Regions from separate parts of the Mus musculus genome. Here regions 2 and 3 are each linked to region 1. The links are chromatin contacts, called in public Hi-C and HiChIP or PLAC-seq maps. All regions are on one chromosome and are shown on one strand. The core of a region is the stretch at or near the end of the contact, and the rest is flanking DNA. Distances in the headings are between cores, read along the strand shown. Region 1 holds the start of Tctex1d2 (Tctex1 domain containing 2). Region 2 overlaps Ubxn7 (UBX domain protein 7). Region 3 overlaps Pcyt1a (phosphate cytidylyltransferase 1, choline, alpha isoform).

Region 1 (4,404 bases), core at 419-2,918:
AGAGGACTAAGAGAGTGCATGGAACAAAGAGGGCATGTAGCCAAAATGGCAGTTATATAGGTATCAAGCAGGGGGTGGGGTGAGGTTTTGGTCGGGGAAGAGAAATGAAGCCCAGCCCCTGGGTTGGAGTGGTTTAAAGTGGGGGCCGGGTGAGAGTGATAGAAGGAGCCACAGATACTGGTCTTGGTTTTCTTTGGGATCTAACAAAACTCCCTCAGTAGAACAGGCACACCCTCTGCTCTATAGGTCTAGGACAACCAGGGCTATGCAGAAAGACCCTGTCTTGGGAAACAAAAAACAAAAAAACAAAGAGAACTGGCTGGTCTCAGACTTCAAAATCTGCCTGCCCCTGCCTACATGGTGCTGGAGTTAAAAGCATGTGCTACCATGCCCGGCTTGCCGCCCCCTCCCCGCCCCCCAACCCCCAGGCTGGGCGGTGATGGCATACGCTTTTAATCCCAACACTTGGGAGGCAGAGGCAGGCAGATTTCTGAGTTCGAGGCCAGCCTGGTCTATAGAGTGAGTTCCAGGACAGCCAGGGCTACACAGAGAAACCCTGTCTCAAAAAAACAAAAAACAGGCTGGTGAGATGGCTCAGTGGGTAAGAGCACCCTACTGCTCTCCCGAAGGTCCGGAGTTCAAATCCCAGCAACCACATGGTGGCTCACAACCATCTGTAACAAGATCTGACTCCCTCTTCTGGACAGCTACGGTGTACTTTCATATAATAAATAAATAAATCTTTAAAAAAACAAAAAACAAAAAGAGAAGAGCCAGAGACATCTGAAATAGTCGAGAGTACAGAGGGAAAGAAGTAGACTTAGAACATAGACAGGAGACTGGATGTGGTCAAGGCTATCTTTCAGGAAAGCCAGCATGTGTTTTGATACCTTCACATAAGCCTGAGTAGGCTTATGTCCCTTCTACCAGAGGTAAGGGAATTGGTCTCACAATTTCCTGAGCAATGCGGGCTTTTATCTCACAGCTAGAAATACTCTACTCCACTTTGAGCTTATATCTGGATATTTGGGCTATCTTTTGTAGTTTAGAGTTTCCTTTGAACCTCACAAGGGGGTAGAGATGGAAAGCATGTTAAGAATATATTGTATAACAAAAATGTAAAATAAAAACAAGCAAACAAAAATGTGTGCTGGGTCTGTTTGGTGGCCAACACCTGTAATCTCAGCATTTAGAAGCCAGAGGCAAGTGGCTCTCTGGGCGTTTGAAACCAGTATGGTCTACAGAGTCAGTTCCAAGACAGTCAAGAGGATTTAGAGAAACCCTGTCTGGAAACAAAGCAAAATTACATATAAATTCTACTTGTTTCCTACTTTTAACTCACAAGTTGTCCAAACCCAGAAGGGACGGTGTGCAGTTGTGACCCAGTAGCGTTCTAGTTCCAGCACCCATAGAACTTGGCACCGATAACTCTGTTATCCCAAACCTGGGGAGATGGAGGCAGGAATTAGAGGCCAGTCTGAGCTATTTGCATCCTGTCTCAAAAAAATAGGAAGAAAAAAAAAAGGAAGTTAGGTCTGGTTTGGTCTGCCTCTCAGTGGCAAGTGGTCGGTTGCCTAACTTCTCTTAAAAAGTCCTGGTCTCGGTTTGGTACTCATTTCCCAGCGGGCTCACGGCCTCCAGCCAGTGCGCAGGCGCAGCGGTGGTCACCACACGTCACGTGTGAGACCCGTTGCCCTAGCGACCTGTGCCGGGATCTTCGGAGCCGCAACCGACCACACTTCCTTCTAGAGATCTGTTGGACCAGACGCAGGGATATGGCTGTGTCCTTCCGCGGCCTGTCCTTATCGGCTCACTCCGAGGGCTTGAGTGAGGTCGACAAGAACTCAGGGGAGCCTGAGAACACCTACATTCTGAGGCCCATTTTCCAGCAAAGGCGCGTAGCAGACAGGGCACGGAGGGCGATGTGGGGATGGGGCCGGGGCTTTTGGATGCGTGAGCTTCCCTAAGGAGACACGGAGAGGGGCCGGGCTGGGGAAGGGATTGGGCGGGTTTATGCATTCCGACGTAGTGATTTCTCCATCACGGAATTCTGCAGTCTGACTAGCAGGTCTTACCGGGAGCCTAAACTGGCGCTGTGGAAGTGGTTGACTTCTTGGAGGCTTTAGGGGGTGCGCACGCGGGACAGGAAAAATAGAAGCTGGAAACAAGCGGCTTACAAGCTGTACTCCTATGGTTACTGTGTGCATACCTGTGCCAGGAAGGATATGCTTACTTCTGGCACCCGACTTGTGTCTTTACAAAGCCCTTTTCATATAGCGTCGATCGCCACCTTAGGTTGCTAGAAGAGGGCGGTCAGTTCAGACTATAGGACATATACATCACTAACTTCATCTTACAAAAGAAAAAAAAAGGTTCGTGTGCTTGTGGGTGTGGCTGAGTGTTTGGGTGTATGCATGCTACTTAGGATCAAGGGATAACTTTGGGGAATTGGTTCTGTTCTGTTCTTGAACTATGTGGATCCTGGAGATTGAACCCAGGTATCAGGTTTGGGTACAAGGCCCTTTACCAGCTAGCCATCTCACTGCGCCCAAGAGAGGATTTTTTTGTCCCCAGGGTATGCAACTGGTTGGTGAAGGGCTGTAGAGATAGCTCAGTCTGTCACTGCTTGCTCTGAAAGCATGAAGACCTGAGTTCAATTCCTGCACCCCTGTAAAAAGTCGTCGTACACTGTAATCCCGGTGATGGGAATTTGGTCCCAGTAATAGAGAAACAAGACTCTAGGACTCCCTGGCTAGCCATCCTGGCTTCATCTGCAAATCCCAGTGAGATACCCTGTCTCAAAATCATGGTGGAGGGCTGGAGATATTTCTCAGTGGTTAACAGCACTGACTACTCCTCCAGAGGCCTGCGGTTGAGTTCCCAGCACCCACATGAAGATCAGATGCTGTCTTCTGGCCTCTGTGGGCAGAGGTTGCATGTGGTACTTAGTCACACATGCAAACAAAATACCCATAGACATAAAATAAGTAAATCCTTAAAAAAAAAACAACCCAACAACAAACAAGGTAGGGGAGAGTGGCTATATTTCCATAGCAGCTTCACGAAGCCGTTTTCACATGAATATAGAAAAATGCATGTTTTGTTACCTCAGTAAATGTTCTAAATATATAGAATGGTATTGAGCTGTATTTCTCTGTACACAGTGAAGAATGATGTTAGTAACAAACATGCCAGTGATCCTATGAGTTCATATGTGACTTGTCCGAAGAGCGGCTTAGCATTTTATGAAAGACTGAACAAGCATAAGCAAGGGCTGGAGAGATTTGCTCCTCCTGGAGAGTACCCAGCGTGGGTTCCCACCACCCACACTGCAGCTCACAATTGTTTGTAATCCCAAGGGCAGCAGGAGTTAAACACATATATACAGGGGAAAACACACATAAAAATTATATATATGTGTGTGTGTGTGTGTGTGTGTGTGTGTGTGTGTGTGTGTAAAAAGGAAAAAGCTTAAGCAGGCCAGTAAGATGGCTCAGCTGGTAAAGGCACTCGTTTTCAAACCTGATGCCAGAGTTCAATCCTGAGACTTAGGTAGTGAAAGGAAAAAACGAATTCCCATACACATGCCATGACACAAAATAAACGCTTTAAAAAAAAAGCTTAAGGGAAGAAGTAAATAATAATATTGGGTTGGGTCAGTGCTAAGGATTTAAAACAGAGCCTCATGCGTGCAAGGATGAGCTATATTCCCAGACCCTTAGATACATTATTTTAATAAGGCCACATTTTGAAATCAGGTTGAGACAAGATCCTGTGCACCTCAGATTGGTTTCAGACTTCCAATACAGAGAGATGAGCTTGAATTCCTGATGCTGCTGCCTATAACACCCACACTAAGATTACAGGTTTGAACCACTACGGTGTGGGTGCACGCTGGGGATCAAATCCTAAATCTGAGCATGCTCAGGAGCCACCCTTCACAAAACACTGAGAGCCACAGCCCAGACCTAAACCCTAGAGATCTAATGAAAGCCAGACAGTGGTGGTGAATGCCTTAATTCCAGCACTTGGGAGGCAGAGGCAGGTGGATCTGAGTTCAAGGCTAACCTGGTTTACTGTTCTTGCAGAGAACCCTGTCTGTCCCATCACCCCACCCCCATCCTCCAGCACCTACATGTTATCTTACAAACATCCCTATATGTAGTTCCAAGGGTAAAACACTTATACACAGGAGATAAAAATAAGTAAATCTTAAAAAAATAAAAGCACAGGGACTTAGTCCATATAGACTGTAATATAGAATGGGAGTAGTGGACACGGTAGCTTGGTAAGAATGATCAAACCTTAGATTATTGGTAAGAATGATTATTTTGAAAGTAGAACAGATAGAATTTACTCACCAACAAAATTGATTCCCAGGTTTTGGCTTGAGGGCCTGGAAAA
Region 2 (3,948 bases), core at 652-3,151, 48 kb before region 1:
TATGTATTCCTGACTGTCTTGGAACTCACTCTGTAGACCAGGCTGGCCTTGGACTCAGAAATCTACCTGCCTCTGCCTCCCAAGTGCTGGGATTAAAGGCATGCGCCACCACTGCCCGGCACCTTGTGTCTTATTTTCTAGGAGAAAAAAAAATCATTTATATAAAAAATTGGTATCTTAACTATTTCTGCATAATATACTTAAGGGTTACACTGACTTCTATTTCAACTGGCAATAAATGAAGAATGGATTATGTATGAAATTATGAAGAAGGAAAAAGAATTTGTACTAGTTTTGCTGTCATGCCTGACATTATAAAAGTTTGGTCTCAGTGTGGCAGTGCATTAAATTTGTGCATATTTGCTATTTGTTGTTTCAGACCTGTAATGGGAATGTTGGAAGTACATGTATGTGTATCTAATTGCAGAATACATTCTCCCCTGGTCTTCCTGGCTTTAGCTTTCCTAAAGGCAGAGGAAAACTTCCTGGGACTTGTAACTGTTAGGGGTTTTCTGTGTCCTCCACCTCTGAATAAAGACAGGAAGACTTATATTTATTAATTATTAATGCTTAAGGTTTTTGTGTAGGCCTCTTTCCAACTAGCTGTTATAACTTAAATTAACCCATATATGTTAATCTGTGTTCTGCCACATGGCTCATTAGTTACCTGTCTTTTAGTCCCTGTGTGCTTCTTCCTCTGTGTCTGACTCCCATAGTTCCTGTCTGCTGGAAGTCCCACCTATTCTCTCCTTCTTTGCTATAGGCTATCAGCATTTTATTAAACCAATCAGAGGATGATATAGGGGGTATTTATAAAATATGATGTAGCCAGAAATTAGCATTTGTATAATAAAAAACAGTCTTTATACAGTACACAAAAAGATAACCCCAAAAAGGGCAGGTGTAGTTGATTGTATCACCATAGTGAGAATATCTGTCATCAAGAAAACAACAAGGGCTAGAGATATGGCTTAGCAATTAAGATTATTTGTTGCTCTTGCAGAAGACCCAGGTTCAGTTCCCAGCACCCACATGGTGGCTTTTAACTGCAGTCCCAAGGGATATGATGCTTCCTTCTGGTCCCCAAAGCCAGGAGGCACGTACATATATACACTCAAACATATAAATCTTTAAAAACAAACAAACTTGATAAAAATTAAAACTATTATACCTTCAATATATTTGACATTTCTAGGGAAGGTTTGTTGAGGGGGAAGACTATTGCAGAAAATGGGCAGCACAGTTTCATAGGTGGGGCACAAGCAGCTAGCTAGAAGCCAAGATTCTTAGATTCTCTTCTCTGCTTTATGTACTAACTGAAGTTTCTAAAGGGGCAGAGTCATTAGACTATCGTGCATGTTATTGGCTGGGAGGGGGTGTGTGACGACTTCTTAGGTTAGCTTAATGGTAAAAGTTGGTGGTTCAACAATAGCTATCTGTATACTAGAGAAACAGAACACAGCAGCTGCTCAATCCAAGAAGCTATGTCTCAGCTATTCCACTCTGGTGCTGAAGGCTTACTAGGGAGCTGGAGTCTAATGATCCAATGACCACATGTGTACATGGAGAAAGAAATGGGCTTATGGACATATATACACTTCTTCCTCCAATTCCCATCCATCTAGTGGCTGGTGCTGGCTAACTTCAGAGTGGGCCTTTTTTTCCTACTCATGTGCCACAGATCTGTGCTTTCTGAAGTACAGCAAAGAGACAGGAACGTTTCACCAGTCCTGTATTTCTCCTAAACCAGTCAAGTTGACAGCCACCACAAGAATTAAACGTGTAAAATCGTACTGTATAATACCAAAAATTCTAGATATCATTTTAAAAGTTGTATTATTTACTTGCATATGTGTGTATAAATAAACATGCAATAGAAGTTGCCCCGGGGGCCAGCAGAGGGCATCAGATTTCCTTGAGCTGTGAGCTATTGGACATAGGTTGTAGGAACCAAATTCCATTTCTCCATGAGAGCATCAACTACTTTTTAACTTCTAGACTGCAGCCCAGCCTCTAGATATTTTTAAAACTATCCTTACTAATCATTGATAATTTCTTTTGGGGGAGACAGCAGGATGTGAGACAAGGTTTCTCTTTGTAGCCCTGGAACTCAGTATGTATTACATGTCTCTGCCTACACAGTGCGTTTAAGGTGTGTACCCTCTTAGAATTTGTTACAATATATTTTTATCATATTTATCCCCTATTTCTCTAACACACAGATTCACACTCAACCTGGGCATTCCTCTTAACTTTTGTAGCCCCTGTCTCTGCCTTGTCAACAACCATCAAGTCCAGTATGTGCTATTCTTACCCTGATGGTCCAGAGGACATCCACTGGAGCATGGTCACTCTACCAGGGATGATAGAATTGGTTCTCCCTGCCCCAGCAGCCATCATCTGTCAGTAGCTCCTCAGTTGGGGACTCATATCTTTTCCTTCATACCCCAGGCTAGAATGTTGTCCTGTCATGGTCCGGAAGATAAATGTTGTAGTCTGGTCCTCTCCAATGTCTGGCTCTTAAAACTTTAACTCTCTCTTTCATGATGGTCCCTAAGCCTAGCGCTAGGAGGGACAGTACTCTAGATGTCCCATGTGTGCCTGAGCACGCCACTGATGCTTGTCTCCTCACTTTGGCCAATTGTGAATTTATGTATTAACCACTGTGCTCTGCACAGAGAACTGATGAGTCCTCAGTGTCATTTTTAAAAGTGTGCTAAGTGTCTATATGGAAATTTTACTCTTACAGGCCAAAGAGTGTGGCCAGATGCAGAATAAGTGGCTGATGATAAACATTCAAAATGTACAAGACTTTGCATGCCAGTGCCTCAACCGTGATGTATGGAGCAATGAAGCTGTGAAGAATATTATCCGGGAACATTTCATTTTCTGGCAGGTGAGAACAACAGTTAATTAAAGCTTTCTTAGTATTTGTTTTTATAGTATAGGATGTTGTAGAGGCAGAATGGGGCTATAAACTGGAAAAAGTGAGTTCAATCATACTTCAGGAGCACCTTGACAAGACTATCTACAGCTCCACAGCTCAGTAGAAACATAGTTTAAGCCACACAGTTGACATTTCTCTAGAAGTACCATCTGAAAAAAATTCAAGGGAAAAGGGAAATTAACTTTAATCATATGTTTTAAGTCAATGTATGATAGAACATTAACATTTTAGTGGCATTATGTTTCTGTTTAACTGTGTGTGTTAAATTCTCAAAGTAAGGTATGTATTTCATGCTTATAGCACATGCCACCTTAAATTAGACTATTTTATCTATTTAATAGCTATATAAGGCCACTGGCTGTGTGTAAAAGATCTTAGGGCGCTCGGGAAATATTAAGATATGTTTTCTAGCCTGTGTTTTTTACTCTTTTACTGTTTGTTCTTAACATAGTATTCCTAAGTATTCCAGCTATAATAGCTTTTTGTATAAATTATCTAGTTAAAACAGGTAGCCTACCTGTCATAGTTTGGGTTTTATTCTATGATGAGACACCATAACCAAGGCCACTCTTATAAAGGCAAACTTTTTTTTTGTTTTTGTTTTGTTTTGGAGACAGGGTTTCTCTGTGTAGCCCTGGCTGTCCTGGAACTCACTCTGTAGACCAGGCTGACCTTGAACTCAGAAATCTGCCTGCCTCTGCCTCCCAAGTGCTGGGATTAAAGGTGGGTACCACCACTGCCCCAAAGGCAAACATTTAATTGGGACTGGCTTACAGTTTCAAAGGTTCAGTCTATTATCATCATGGCGGGAAGCATGGCAGTGTGCAGGCAGACGTGGTGCTGCAGAGGAGCTGAGAGTTCTATATCCTGATCTTCAGCCAGAAGACGCCCCTCCACCCCCTACCCCCCACCCCTGTACTGTGTGGAGCCTGAGCACTAGGAGACCTCAAAACCTGCCTACACAATGAACACCTAACAGTGCCACTTCCCATGGGCCCAGC
Region 3 (3,862 bases), core at 914-3,413, 44 kb after region 1:
TCTAAATTCTAGATATCAGAGATAGAAGTCGCCACCTTTACTAAGGGAATAATACCTTAGTCTTTGGGCCTTCTTGTGTTTGGTTCAGGCAATCCTCTGTACAGTTGGACTATAAAACAATTAGTAAAATGGCTCATGTTTATGTTTTATATTTAATAGAAGTAGGCACTGAACTTAGGGCCTTATTCAAAGCCTCTACACTATATATACATATGAGATGTATATTGAAATATATATATGTATATATACACATGTACATATGCATATGTGTATTTATATCTCAGTAGGGTTATATACCAGACTCTTTTTACTTTTATTTTGAGACAGGCTCTTATTACGTTGTCCAGACTGGCTTTGACTTGATCTGTAGTTCAAGCTGGCCTTGAATTTGGTAATCTTACTGCCTCTGCTTCCAAACTGGCTGAGGTTACATGGCTGTGTCACCATGCCTGGTCCTAGAGAACATCTAACAAGAGAGGCTCTGTTAGAATGAAAGTCACACAGTGCTATTTGAGTTTGTCAGGTGTGAGGCACTGAGTAAATATGTTTTTGTAATGAGTTTTTTTGTTTGGATTTAGGTGAGCGGCCTGTGAGAGTTTATGCGGATGGAATATTTGACTTGTTTCACTCTGGTCATGCCCGGGCTCTGATGCAAGCAAAGAACCTTTTCCCTAATACGTATCTAATTGTGGGAGGTAAGAAACCTAATACGTATCTAATTGTGGGAGGTAAGAAACCATCCATCGGCTTTAAGGGTCGTCCAGAAAAAGAGTAATTTCCCTCCTGTTTGTGTGTTTGGCCCGGGTCTCCTTTACTAAAGGAATGAAGTTTCTGTCTTAGATTCAGTCTGTGTAGGACAGGCTCACTGAAGTCCTAGATGATCTCGCTGTTCGCAGCTGAGGGTCTACAGTTGTATACCGTAGCTGCATTCATCCAGTTGTCTACTTAAAAACACTGCGTCTGGACTTTGCTGCATCAATTTTGAATCAACAAAAGAAAATTCTGTCAAGCAAATGCTATATGGTCAATTCCAATCTTATAAAATGAAAATAGGAAAGAAAACATTAAAATTTTTATTTTATGTATATGGGTGGGTTTTTGTTTGTTGGTTGGTCTTCATGTGTGTTTCTGTACCACATGTGCCTGGTGCCCAAGGAAACTAGAGAAGGTATCAGATCCCATGGGACTGGAGTTACAGACAGTCGGGAGCCACCATGTCGGTGCTGGGAATCAAGCTCAGGTAGTTTATAAGAGCAGCCAGCTCTTAGCTGCGGAGAGATCTCTCCAGCTCCAATACAGTTTTAAAACCCTCACTGGTGTAGAAATACAGAGCGGGCTCATTTCAAAGTCAAGATCTGAGTTCCATATTTTACCCTTTTCAAAAGTGTGAGCCTTACTATAGCAAGTGTTAATCCTGAAGGTTAGTCTTAGATTAGGAAGGACATTGTCACCCAGGCTGAGGTACATACAGAAGATCCTTCTCCATATTGGTTGAAGATGGGGTAGGCATTGTCACAGACCTAGAAAGTAGGAGACGATGGGAAGGGTTGTTGACGAGGAGGGTTAGACAGGGACCTTGACTTACAACTGTGTGATGCTGTGATGCAGTCTGCAGTGATGAGCTAACGCACAACTTCAAGGGCTTCACTGTGATGAACGAGAATGAGCGCTATGACGCCGTGCAGCACTGCCGCTACGTGGACGAGGTGGTGCGGAACGCCCCCTGGACTCTGACGCCTGAGTTCCTGGCAGAGCACCGGGTAAGACTGGCCGCAAGTAATCATTCCTAGTTCCAACACCCCCTCACTGTTTGGGGGAGAAGGCTGGTTTTCCATTTGTTATACTTCATTTATGCCTTCTATGTAAGTTTCACATAGAGATGACGACTGTGTTATTACTATAATAGTGGCCACTGCTGACATTTATGTGAGATCTGATGGTTTACAAGCACTTTATTGTCACTGTGTTCTAGTTGCTTCCCACAGCTGCCCTGTGGGGATAGTTAGTATCTCCATTTACACATGGAGAACAAGGTGCAGAGAGACTGAACAATGAGCTCCAGGTTACTGTTACAGGACTTAAATGAGCCGTCTAACTACAAGACGCTTTCCCCACTCAATAGGTGTGTCCTCCTTTTATGGTGTGGCAATCTCTGGTCTATTCATAGTTCTAGGCTTACACATGAAGCTTATCTCTCTGGGTTAGTAAGGTGGCTCAGCAGGGAGAGGCAGTTAGTTGGTGCCTGGCTTGATGACCTAAAGTTGAACCCTGGACCCACATGCTGGGTCCAGATGAGATCTTAACTCCTGCAAGTTGTCCCCTGGCCTACATACACAAATGTATGAACAAATGAACACATACAAAATAAATGTAAAAAAATATGTTTATATTCTAAAGCCAAGGGACTGAAGCAGGAAAGTTTGAGGCCAGCTTGAGCTACATAACAAAGACCTTGTCTCAAGGAGGCCAAGAGATGGAGAGATGCTCAACAGTTAGGAGTGCTTTCATCCTTTCAAAGGCCAGAATGTTCCCCGCACCCACACGGGGTGGCTTTCAGAGGCTTGTAATTCCAGCTTCAGGGCTTCCAATGTCTTCCAGGCTCCATAGGCACTGGTACATACATGTACGTGTACACACACACACATGTACATGCACATACAAATAATAACTCTGTGATTAAGAGCACTTTCTATTCTTGCACAGGACCTGGGGTTGGTTTCCAACACCCACATGGTAGTTCACAAGAGTGTAACTCCAGTCCCAGAGGATCCAGCACCTCCTGGCCTCCATGGATTCCAGGGACACAGACATACATGTGTTGCATAAACACAAACCAGGCAACACACTCATGCATATACAAAATATAAAAACAAAACCTTTTTTGGTTTTTTTGAGACAGGGTTTCTCTGTAAAGCCCTGGCTGTCCTGGAACTCACTTTGTAGACCAGGCTGGCCTAGAACTCAGAAATCCGCCTGCCTCTGCCTCCTGAGTGCTGAGATTAAAGGCGTGTGCCACCACGCCCGGCTAAAACAAAACCTTTTAAAAAACAAAAAATAAATTAAAAAGAGGAAAGCTTCACATTTTAAGAAATAGTGCATTTTCTAAAAGATTTGTTTATTTATTTATTTTATGTATGTAAGTACACTGTAGCTGTACAGGTGGTTGTGAGCCTTCATGTGGTTGTTGGGAATTGAATTTTTAGGACCTCTGCCCACTTGGTCAGCCCCGCTCGCTCCGGTCAACTCCACTTGCTCAGTCCCTGCTCCCTGCGGCCCAGAGATTTATTTATTATTATAAATAAGCACACTATAGCTGTCTCTAGACACACCAGAAGAGAGTGTCAGATCTCATTACAGCTGGTTGTGAGCCACCATGTGATTGCTGGGATTTGAACTCAGGACCTTGAGAAGAGCAATCAGTGCTCTTACCCCCTGAGCCATCTCACCAGCCTGCATGTTTTCTTATGTTAATTTTACTTTCAGCTTTGATTTGGGGCTAGGAATTGTGTGCAATCAGAAACCAAGGGTGTTTTTACTCTTATTTAAGAAGTAAATAATTATTTTAAAACTCCCAGGGGCCTTTGAGTTCTCCCACATAAAGCATGCCTTCTACAAGGGTGGGCTTTAAAGAAATGGATTTAGGGCTAGAGAGATGACTCAGAGGTTGAGAGCACTGATTGCTCTTCCAGAGACCCTGAGCAACCACATGGTAGCTCACAACCATCTGTAATGAGATCTGGTGCCCTCTTCTGACATGCAGATATATGTGCAGAACACTGTATATAATAAATAAATAGATCTTTTAAAAAGAGAGAGAGAGATGGATTTATTTTTTTGGGTTTTTTTTTTTTTTTTTTTTTTT

The links. A called contact is a pair of places that touch in the nucleus more often than the background predicts. HiChIP or PLAC-seq counts read pairs in DNA pulled down with a chosen protein or histone mark.
Region 2: a Hi-C map of bone marrow-derived macrophages shows a contact between it and region 1, with 39 read pairs. The contact joins the enhancer-like site here to the promoter of Tctex1d2 in region 1. A contact is called at or near these places in 8 of 39 promoter capture datasets (the 3T3-L1 cell line, the HPC-7 cell line, HPC-7-derived erythroid cells and 4 more), 3 of 15 datasets of contacts at CTCF or cohesin (CD8 T cells, the G1E-ER4 cell line and the NIH/3T3 cell line), 7 of 484 Hi-C or Micro-C datasets (ECoMG-derived neutrophils, bone marrow-derived macrophages, brown adipocytes and 4 more), 3 of 115 datasets of contacts at active chromatin or transcription factors (the 230-238 cell line, the HPC-7 cell line and embryonic stem cells) and 4 of 9 other capture datasets (adipose tissue, liver, macrophages and 1 more).
Region 3: an H3K4me3 HiChIP or PLAC-seq map of intestinal crypt epithelium shows a contact between it and region 1, with 6 read pairs. The contact joins the enhancer-like site here to the promoter of Tctex1d2 in region 1. A contact is called at or near these places in 9 of 39 promoter capture datasets (the C10 cell line, the HPC-7 cell line, embryonic stem cells and 5 more), 1 of 15 datasets of contacts at CTCF or cohesin (CD8 T cells), 11 of 484 Hi-C or Micro-C datasets (the Ba/F3 cell line, CD8 T cells, the G1E-ER4 cell line and 6 more), 3 of 115 datasets of contacts at active chromatin or transcription factors (bone marrow-derived macrophages, embryonic stem cells and intestinal crypt epithelium) and 3 of 9 other capture datasets (adipose tissue, liver and pancreatic islet).

Annotation. Positions count from the first base shown.
Region 1 is chr16:32,418,034-32,422,437 of GRCm38.p6, forward strand. It overlaps Tctex1d2 (Tctex1 domain containing 2), which reads left to right and starts at 1,669. Exons shown (of 5, transcript NM_025329.4): 1 at 1,669-1,894. The coding sequence starts at 1,776.
Region 2 is chr16:32,369,645-32,373,592 of GRCm38.p6, forward strand. It overlaps Ubxn7 (UBX domain protein 7), which reads left to right. Exons shown (of 11, transcript NM_177633.4): 6 at 2,750-2,896. Among named protein-coding and RNA genes, the nearest start is that of Tm4sf19, 29 kb to the right of the region's middle. Within about 2 kb of position 1,902, at least 2 of the 459 cell types and tissues checked have an H3K27ac peak or open chromatin away from gene starts, as enhancers often do. A contact at or near this core is called in bone marrow-derived macrophages, where this site is marked.
Region 3 is chr16:32,461,423-32,465,284 of GRCm38.p6, forward strand. Pcyt1a (phosphate cytidylyltransferase 1, choline, alpha isoform) reads left to right here. Exons shown (of 9, transcript NM_009981.4): 4 at 579-695; 5 at 1,609-1,760. Among named protein-coding and RNA genes, the nearest start is that of Slc51a, 25 kb to the right of the region's middle. Within about 2 kb of position 2,164, at least 24 of the 459 cell types and tissues checked have an H3K27ac peak or open chromatin away from gene starts, as enhancers often do. A contact at or near this core is called in the G1E-ER4 cell line and intestinal crypt epithelium, where this site is marked.